Linked DNA regions of Mus musculus: all the other regions are linked to region 1. A link is a contact called in public promoter capture Hi-C data. All regions are on one chromosome and are shown on one strand. The core of a region is the stretch at or near the end of the contact, and the rest is flanking DNA. Distances in the headings are between cores, read along the strand shown. Region 1 holds the start of Nell2 (NEL-like 2). Region 2 overlaps Nell2 (NEL-like 2). Region 3 overlaps Nell2 (NEL-like 2).

Evidence for each region. Promoter capture Hi-C pulls out the DNA fragments that hold promoters and counts their contacts.
Region 2: a contact with region 1 is called in a promoter capture Hi-C map of hippocampal neurons, with 5 times the contacts expected there. The contact joins the enhancer-like site here to the promoter of Nell2 in region 1. A contact is called at or near these places in 3 of 39 promoter capture datasets (embryonic stem cells, hippocampal neurons and maxillary cranial neural crest), 3 of 484 Hi-C or Micro-C datasets (cortical neurons, nephron progenitors and ventral hippocampal neurons), 2 of 115 datasets of contacts at active chromatin or transcription factors (embryonic forebrain and forebrain) and 1 of 9 other capture datasets (adipose tissue).
Region 3: a contact with region 1 is called in a promoter capture Hi-C map of hippocampal neurons, with 6 times the contacts expected there. The contact joins the enhancer-like site here to the promoter of Nell2 in region 1. A contact is called at or near these places in 5 of 39 promoter capture datasets (frontonasal cranial neural crest, hematopoietic stem and progenitor cells, hippocampal neurons and 2 more), 3 of 115 datasets of contacts at active chromatin or transcription factors (astrocytes, embryonic forebrain and neural tube) and 2 of 9 other capture datasets (adipose tissue and embryonic stem cells).

What each region holds. Positions count from the first base shown.
Region 1 is chr15:95,526,634-95,529,381 of GRCm38.p6, forward strand. It overlaps Nell2 (NEL-like 2), which reads right to left and starts at 1,381. Exons shown (of 20, transcript NM_001356951.1): 1 at 1,168-1,381; 2 at 644-772. The coding sequence starts at 1,231.
Region 2 is chr15:95,369,682-95,372,381 of GRCm38.p6, forward strand. All of the region lies in intron 12 of Nell2 (NEL-like 2), which reads right to left. Among named protein-coding and RNA genes, the nearest start is that of Gm31370, 100 kb to the right of the region's middle. Within about 2 kb of position 1,445, at least 45 of the 459 cell types and tissues checked have an H3K27ac peak or open chromatin away from gene starts, as enhancers often do. A contact at or near this core is called in cortical neurons, forebrain and hippocampal neurons, where this site is marked.
Region 3 is chr15:95,329,816-95,332,515 of GRCm38.p6, forward strand. The region is part of intron 13 of Nell2 (NEL-like 2); the gene reads right to left. Among named protein-coding and RNA genes, the nearest start is that of Gm31075, 130 kb to the left of the region's middle. Within about 2 kb of position 1,341, at least 9 of the 459 cell types and tissues checked have an H3K27ac peak or open chromatin away from gene starts, as enhancers often do. A contact at or near this core is called in hippocampal neurons, where this site is marked.

The DNA.
Region 1 (2,748 bases), core at 131-2,630:
ATCCACTGAGTTCAAAAAGAAAAAAAAGTTTTAAAATTCTACACGTACAATTATGGTGATATAGGGCTATGCTTCTGTGAACGTCCCCTTGAAATGATTTCAAAATAATCGTAGCAGTAGCATTGCCTTCCCCTCGCCGCTGATCGGCACGGGAGAATGGGGAGCGCTCCATGGTAACCGTGCTTCAAGTACAGACATGTGCAGTAAAAATACCATAAAGGAATTCCTCTGGTCAGGCACCACAGCGCCGAAACTTTGGGAGGTCAGTATTTTAACCAAGATTGAGCTATCTTGTTTCCTTCCCAAATCCATTCCACCCAAATGAGGCGTTTGTGTTACAATTTATTGTTCCCTAGACGCCCAAATCACCCATCTGCCTCTGGAGTTTCTAGTCGGTAATTAAGGCACTATCCATTAGAACCACCAAGTGCACCAAGTAAGGAGGAGGAAAAGGAGTGCGAGGGGGAGGAGGGGAGGAGAAAGAACCCACTTAAAAAGAGTCAGACCCTGAGCTCACAGAGACCCCCTCGCCCCAGCTGGGACTCTCCGCCCGCTCCGTGCAGCGTGCAGCGCCAAGCCAAGTTACCAGAAGCCGCAGAGCCAGCTCCCCGCAACACACATGGGGCTCCACACTGGGCCATACCTTGGAAGAGGAAGGCTTTCGTCCCATTATGCAGTCCCGGGACTTGGCGCACTCCATCTGTAGACTCCCCAAGTTCTAACTCTGTTAAGACGTCAATCTGTAGGGAGGGGTCCACACCAAGCCCCCAAACTGGTGGGAGTGGGGAAGGGTAGGAAAGAAAGAAAGAAAGGGGGCCATTAAAACGCAAGCTTCTACAGCAGCAAAGAAAGCACGCGTCTTGGCGACGATATTGGAAGTGCTGACAAGAGGCAACTCGCTCCTCCACAGGGAGAGCCTTACCTGGACGCGCTGTCAAGCTTAAAATAGCAGAGCGCTGGGTCCCATCTCCTGACCTACTTTAAGCCCCTCTCTGTGCAAAGTTCCCCCTCAGCCACAGACCCTAAGGGTGTGACCCGCCTCGCTGTCCCCAGGACAAGCACAGAAAGGACCCAAATGCAAATCCTCCAGAGCTCCCCAATCCAGAGGGACACCGGGCGGCGACCCCATGGCGGGGAACATCCCGGCCCTGCTCGGCGGCCACTCACCCGCTCCAAGCCCGAGGATCACGCAGAACGTTCTCAGTAACACCCGGGATTCCATGGCGTGCATCGTCTCAGTCCATCGTCTCCCTCTTTAAAAATAAAGATAAAAACCAAGAGGTGCTGGGAGTGAAGCGGGAAAGCCGCGCTGGCCCCTCCTGCGACCGCCTCGGCGTCGCCACCCGGGCTCAGACACCTAAGACCGAGCGGGGCGGCCCCCCCCGGGTGCGCGCCGAACTTGGAGCCGCCTCTGCGCGCATCGCTCCCGCACGCGGCGGGCCGCAGCCGGGTCAGGCTCTCGGGGACCTGCGGGGACCTGCACCGAGCAGCGCCCCGCCGAGCCACGCGGCCCGGGCGCGCACGCAGAGGAAGGGAGGCGGCTTCGGGAAAGCCGGGCCGGGCCGCCCCGCACCCGCCCGCGCTCCCGCGCCCGAACCTGTTGGAAAGGCGGAGACAATGGCGAGAGCCTGGAGCCGCCGAGACCGCTCCGGGAGGGCGGGGCGCGAGCCGGGGCGCGGGCGGGGCGGCCTCTTTTTCCCCCTGCACACGCAGCGCCTGGTCCAGCCAGCCCTGCCCGCAGAGGTCCTCAACCACCCTCGCAAGCCCGCAACCGCAGCCTCCGCTCGGGATCCTAGGATCTCAATGCCAGGTGCCAAGTTGATGGGCGGCGTTTGCACTCACCCCCTCGAAATCGGGCGCGTGTCTCCAAAGCCCGGCGAGAGAAAGGACCACCCAGCCGCAGGAGGCGAGGTTGCAAAGAAAGGCACCCGGCCGCCTCGGGCAAAAGAGGGAAGCCCTCACTTAGACACTCACGCTGCACGGCAGCCCCGGCGCAGGGCACCCCCTCCCGGGCGGGAAAAGGAACCCAGCCAAAGCACGCAAGACTCCTAGGTGAAGCTGGACAGGCGCGGGAGACCGAAGGAGATGGGTAGTGAGCAGGGGAAGCCTGGCCAGCCCAGACTGAGAGGCTTTCTGCCCAGGGCGGGGCGCTGGAGAGCCTCCAGGCGCAGACAGCACACAGAACTTAGCCAAGTGCCAGGAGCTGCTGGACAGCTCCAGAAACCTTAGAGTGCTTCCCAAATCCAAAGTCCAGGACACTACACAGCAGCAAGGGTCAAAGGGCAAGGCAAGGGGATTCTACCCACTGAGAAAAACAAGTGTCAGTACGTGTTAGAATGAATAGATGATACAGATAAGACTATGTATAGATGGATGGATGGATGGATGGATGGATGGATGGATGGATGGATGATGGTAGATGAATGGATAGATGAAGGATGGACGATAGGATGGTAGATAGGTTGATAAGTAGGTTTGTAGATACATAGTAAGATAAGTATATTTTTATTAAGTAAAAGATTGAGCCCAGGAAACTAAGAAGCCCACTCACTGTTGACCATACTCATGTAGACTTTACTCACCCCCCCTCCTCATACATTCTTAGGACTAAAAGAGTGGGATTATTTGTGATTATTAGAAGACTGAATAAATAAATTAAACATCAACGACGTGTATATTTTTCGAGTGCTACCTAAATTTTGCATTGAATTTTTAAGTCAGTTCTCTTCCATCATGGATAAGTTAGTT
Region 2 (2,700 bases), core at 195-2,694, 160 kb before region 1:
GAGAGAATGGGGGGAGCATATTTATTTGGAATCAGCACGTGGCCTTATCATGAGGCACGAGGGAGACTTTTACCAGATGTGAGCAGGTGTCAGTGCCTGCTCTAGGTCCTTCACAGATTCCCCAGCAGGACGAGCCAACACAACTTCTATAACAGCAACTTCTGTTGCTTGTAAAGTAACTGGTCTTGGGTATTCTGCTGTAGCTACAGAAAATATGCTAAGGAGTATCCAGCATTCGCTTGGAATCTGCTCTTCTTTGGGGGTCTAGGGAGCTGCCCTCTGCTCTCTTTCTCCCGAAATTTTATCTATCACACTACTTTTGTAATTTTTTTAAATAAAATACTCAAATGTTCCTGAAAATTCTCTAAGTAATTCTTTCTATCTGCTCAAGGGTCATTTACATACTTAATGTTGTTGTATATCCAACTGTCACTGAATGCCACATCCACTCATATTTAAACAAATATGCCATAAACAGAACAAACCTAAGACCGTTTTCTCAACCTCTCCCTTAAGTGAGCCTCATCAACATTCACCTTCTTTTGACTCAAAGCCAGAGAATCAACTTCCACGCCTTCTTCCTCATCTCATCCACTATCACCAGTCAGTCCTCAGAACCTGGTAGTTTTACCCCACAGATGCTCTTAAGGGTACCCATTTCTCCATTACCATTTAAGTATCACCAGTTCCCAGCGGGCTGTCTTCCCCCATTTCTGCCTTACAGCTGAAGTGATTTCCTTAAAAATAGGTGACCAAAACCTTTGTGCCTCAATGAAACTCTGTTATGGATTGAAATGTTCAAGTCCTGGAACACTTTGTGCAGATACCCACGTATTGTGGGGTGCTCCCTCTACACCCCAGATTAGGCACAGACCATGCACTAAATAGTGATTTCCAAGGGCAAAATAAATGCAAAGAGATCCTTTGTTAGGCAAGGAAAAGAGAAAAGGTGGCTGAACCTGAAGTGGGCAGGACCAGGAGCAAGTAGCTTCGCCAACTGTTAATTTTAAGAAGGATAATGTGTCAGGATGTGTTGGGAAGTTCTGAGTGCGTGTTCTAATTAGGGTAGGCAACATAATGAAATTTGATTGCTGGACCTTGGTATTTGATAGCTGGACCTTGGTGATCAGCCTCAGGAATGAGTCAGGTATTACAAAGTGGCCAAATAAGGAAATAGACCTTGGTGGTTAGCTTTAGGAATGTAATCGCAAAGTTAAGCAAGGGAGAGGGAAAGGGGAGGGGTTAAGCCTGCCAGTGCCATGTTCACCATGCTCAGACCTGCCAGAGCCCTTGACTTTGTCTCCAGAGGCCATCACTATTCGGGGAGACTGTGTAACCTTTGGGATGGGGATCCTAGACGCACAAAGCAGGTCACTTACAGAGAGGCTCTTCAGGCTCGTACACTGCTTCTTTCTTGTGCCGTCTCTGCTTCCTGACTGTCTGCATCATGTACCAGCTGCTCCACACTCCTGCTGCCAACACTGAGCCACCCCGTCCCTCGAGCCTGCTCTGCGAGGAGGACGGCAGAGATCACTTTTGCTCTTTGCTTTGTCACAGTGACTGGGTCGATGAGGAGATGCGTGTGGCAGCCTTTGGCATCCAATGCTCCGCTTCTCCTCCTGCCTCGCAAGGGCACCACTGCCTCCTCCCTCTGACTCACTCGGTCTGCCCTTTATCTCCTAACGTGCTTCTTTCCTCCCAAGAAGCCTGGCCCTTCCACATAAGAGATTCCTTCTATCCCATCTAAGGCTAGCTGGCTTCACTCACCCTTCACAGTTCAGAATTAAACTCTGCACAAAATTTTCCGAATCCCAACACTTACCTAGACTGGGCTCCTAGGTAATCTATTTCTCTTTCAAGGTGCTTGTGACATGTTAGTAAAGTGTTTTTAATAATAAATTTGTTGTCTTTTCTGCCTGAGATTGTATTAGCTATGAGCATCTCCACGTATGCCTTCACATTTAGCACTAACCTTGTACAAGAATAATAAATGTTTGTGTGGTAAATAAATCAACTTTAGCATTCACTGATACTGGAGTAGCGCTGGACGGGCACACTACCGTCAAGATCAATAGCCACAATTATAGCTGCAACATTAAAACAACCTCACAGATTTAGGAAATAAAATTTATGTCACTAACAAACAATCGTTCACTTACTTTTAATGTAAAAATCTATTTTGTTTTCTTTACAGGGCAAGGCTCTAGCAAACCAGAGGGTGATAAGTAACATCAACAATCAAAATATGTATTATGTCTAAAAAGTCAATCAACAGTTAGCAACAATGCTAGGACAAAAATAGAAGGCGAATTTGTTAATAATATATATATGTGTGTATATATGTATATATATGTGTATATATATATGTGTGTGTGTGTGTGTGTGTGTGTGTGTGTGTGTGTGTGTATGCTATAGATGATAGATTGATATATAGTTAAAATATAATTTTTAAACAAGAGGAGGAGGTCATGATTTTGATTCCCAGTACTGTATAAAGCAGATGTGGCATTGCCAGACTAAACTTGTAAGGTCAGAGCTTTGGTTGGTGGTGGCATATAGTACCAGAAGTTCAAGGTCATCCCTGGCTATATAGGGACTTCAAGGCCAGACTGGGGATACATGAGACCATACCTCAAGATAACATTGAAAGACTGTTTCCCTAACGACCAATACAGTGTGAATAGCCAGAAGTACAAAAGG
Region 3 (2,700 bases), core at 91-2,590, 200 kb before region 1:
CTGGGGTTTGACATCATCTTCAGTTGTTAATGGCAAACATTCTACTGACTAAACTCCCCCTCCAACCCCATAATGTAATTTTTAAGAAAAAAAAATGAAAACAGGTCTACTGGGGTCATTAGTGTCCAGCAGTTTTCCTGAAGTTTATTTCAGTATTACTTTAGCATTCGGCAGAGATATGGCTTACTTGAAAGCCACACCTTTGACACTGTGTCTGTGCTTAGATCCTTAGATCTCCAAGCCTTTAGGTGAGCACATTCCTAAGCATCTATGAGCCACAAATTATAAACTACACCATCTGATTCTCCTGCTAGCTGGGTCAGGTGAGCGGGCGAGGCAGGCTGGAGATAGCGATTCTGGCATTATATATATCAGCTTTCTTCTTGGAAGCAGTGAGTCTCAGCGACTAGACTGTGGTGAAGTGCTTCTGGGTGGGCTGTCCCTGCCTCTGCTCTGCTCAAGAGCAGCAATGAGGTCCCCGAACTAATAGAGAACAATTTGAAAGTCTGACTGGAAATCCAGCTTTTACAATGAAATCTTTTGACCGGCTGGAATGAATCATTAAAATGTCCCTAAACCCAAATAAATCTCCACTGGAAGCCAACCGTGGCCCACGGGCCCCCGATCTGTGGCTCAGGCGAAGCCTTGCTGGCACAGATCCTTCCTGAATTAACAGTTTACCCTCAAACCCTGCATTCGGAAGGCAGCACATATTCCCCAAACCACCCCACATCCTCAGTGTTACTACGTTGTCTCTGTAGGTCACTCCTGCTTTAAGTTAAGAATCCGCTTTTAAAAGAGGCAGATAAGAAATGTTCTCTTATCATCCTTTGAGTTCCTGTGATCGAGGTAAGCTCGTGATCTATTTCTACAATATTTGTGTTACAAGAAGCTGAATGAATTGATCTGTCTCAGAAACAATGAGCTCCTTAACTTCTAGGGCAAAAAAAGGCAAGGAAAGTAAAAGCCATCTCATCATGAAAGCAAGGAGCCTGAGCATAAATACACACAGAGCTTCTCCCCTTTAACAGATGATGCAACTCTCCCTGCAGTGATCAGAAAGAAGTGGGAGCAGAGTGTCCCTTTCATATACAGTTGCGGACAATTCGACAGTATTAGCTGATAGTAGTGTGCCAGGTTTTATTCTCATCTTGATTCTATTCCCATTACAGCAATTAAAAATCAACAGCTCAAAATAGCATGGGCTTCTACCCTTCTGTAAAGTAGGAGTGCTACACAGCCTGCCTTGGTTGAAATCATGTGCACAGGGCTGTGCTCCTGAGGCCTGGGGCAGAGGCTGTGTCAAGCTTTCTCCTCCTTCTGAGGCAGCCTGTGTTCACGCCCCCCTCACAGATGTCTGTGCTTCAACTCCCTCACAGTCTCTGAATTCACAGCTCTCTCTGACCACAGCTAGGGGAGAAATCTTCTAATGACTCATATGACAGGAGGCCCACCTCGACAATCCAGGGTGATTCTCTGTTTTATGGTCCTTAACCTTACTCACATCTTAAAGGTCCACTTTGCGATGGCAAGTCCCAGATTCTCAGGGCTGCAGATGAAGGTGAATGACATAGCCGGGTACCACAACTGGCTTCCTCTGGAGTCCTTGTGTTCAGTTCTCATGTTAATCCCTTACCATGATTCCTCTCATGTACTTAAAAACAACATGCAGTGAGTGTCATGTTCTGTTTTAAAGGTGGAGAGATTGAGGTAACCTGCCCAAGAGCATATCCAATTCAGCACAGAACAACGACGAAAAATTAAGAGGCTTAACTAAGATGTCAGGAATGAACTAAAATGCCACCAAATGCTCATGGGGAGAAGTGGGCCAGAAAGAGCATGTCATTTGATTTGACTAAATTAGCAAAATGGTACAGACCTTGTAATCATATTCTACTTTCTGCTGGTGTTATTCTTGTCTTCTTCATATTTAATGGATGGATAGAAGGATGGATGGATGGATGGATGGATGGATGGATGGATGGATGGATAGATGGATGAAGGATGGATGGATGGAAGGATGGATAGATGGATGGATGGATGGATGGATGGAAGGAAGGATGGATGGATGCATGGATGGATGCATGGACATACACAAATGAATCTTTTTGAAAACACACCTCAGTTATTTAATCAATGCAGGTATATTCTGAAAACTTGGAAGAGGAGTTTTCATCACTGCCCACTGAGAATCTGCGCTGTGGAGGTCCACGACAGGCAAGTACCCTGTCTTTTTGAGAGTGAAATTCTTCTCCCTTTAAAGGAGGTTGCACTGGCTGTGGAAAGTGCGGTCAATTAAATAAACAAGTTTTCATCGAAAACCAATAGCATGTGGTAGAAACAAAGTGCCAACACTTCAGCACAAACTTCCATGGGGCTGCAGGGATGTGCGACTGTTGTAGAAACCGTAAAGCATGCCTTTGCTTTCCTACAAGACGGCTTTATCCCTTGCAATTCTATGCTCACTAAAGTTACTGCTACCACGCAGCCTTGCATCCTGCCCTTCTTATTTCTTAAAATGTTTTCTTACTTCTTCCTGTCTTAAAATGACCTTTCATCTTAAAACAAAACAAAACTGAAAAAAAACCCTTAATTTTTCCTTTTTAATATATTTTTATTGATTTTCCTAGACTATCTTGTGATCCTCACAGATCTGCCCCCCACCTTCCTGCCTACCAAGCTTCATTTTCTCTCCCCTCT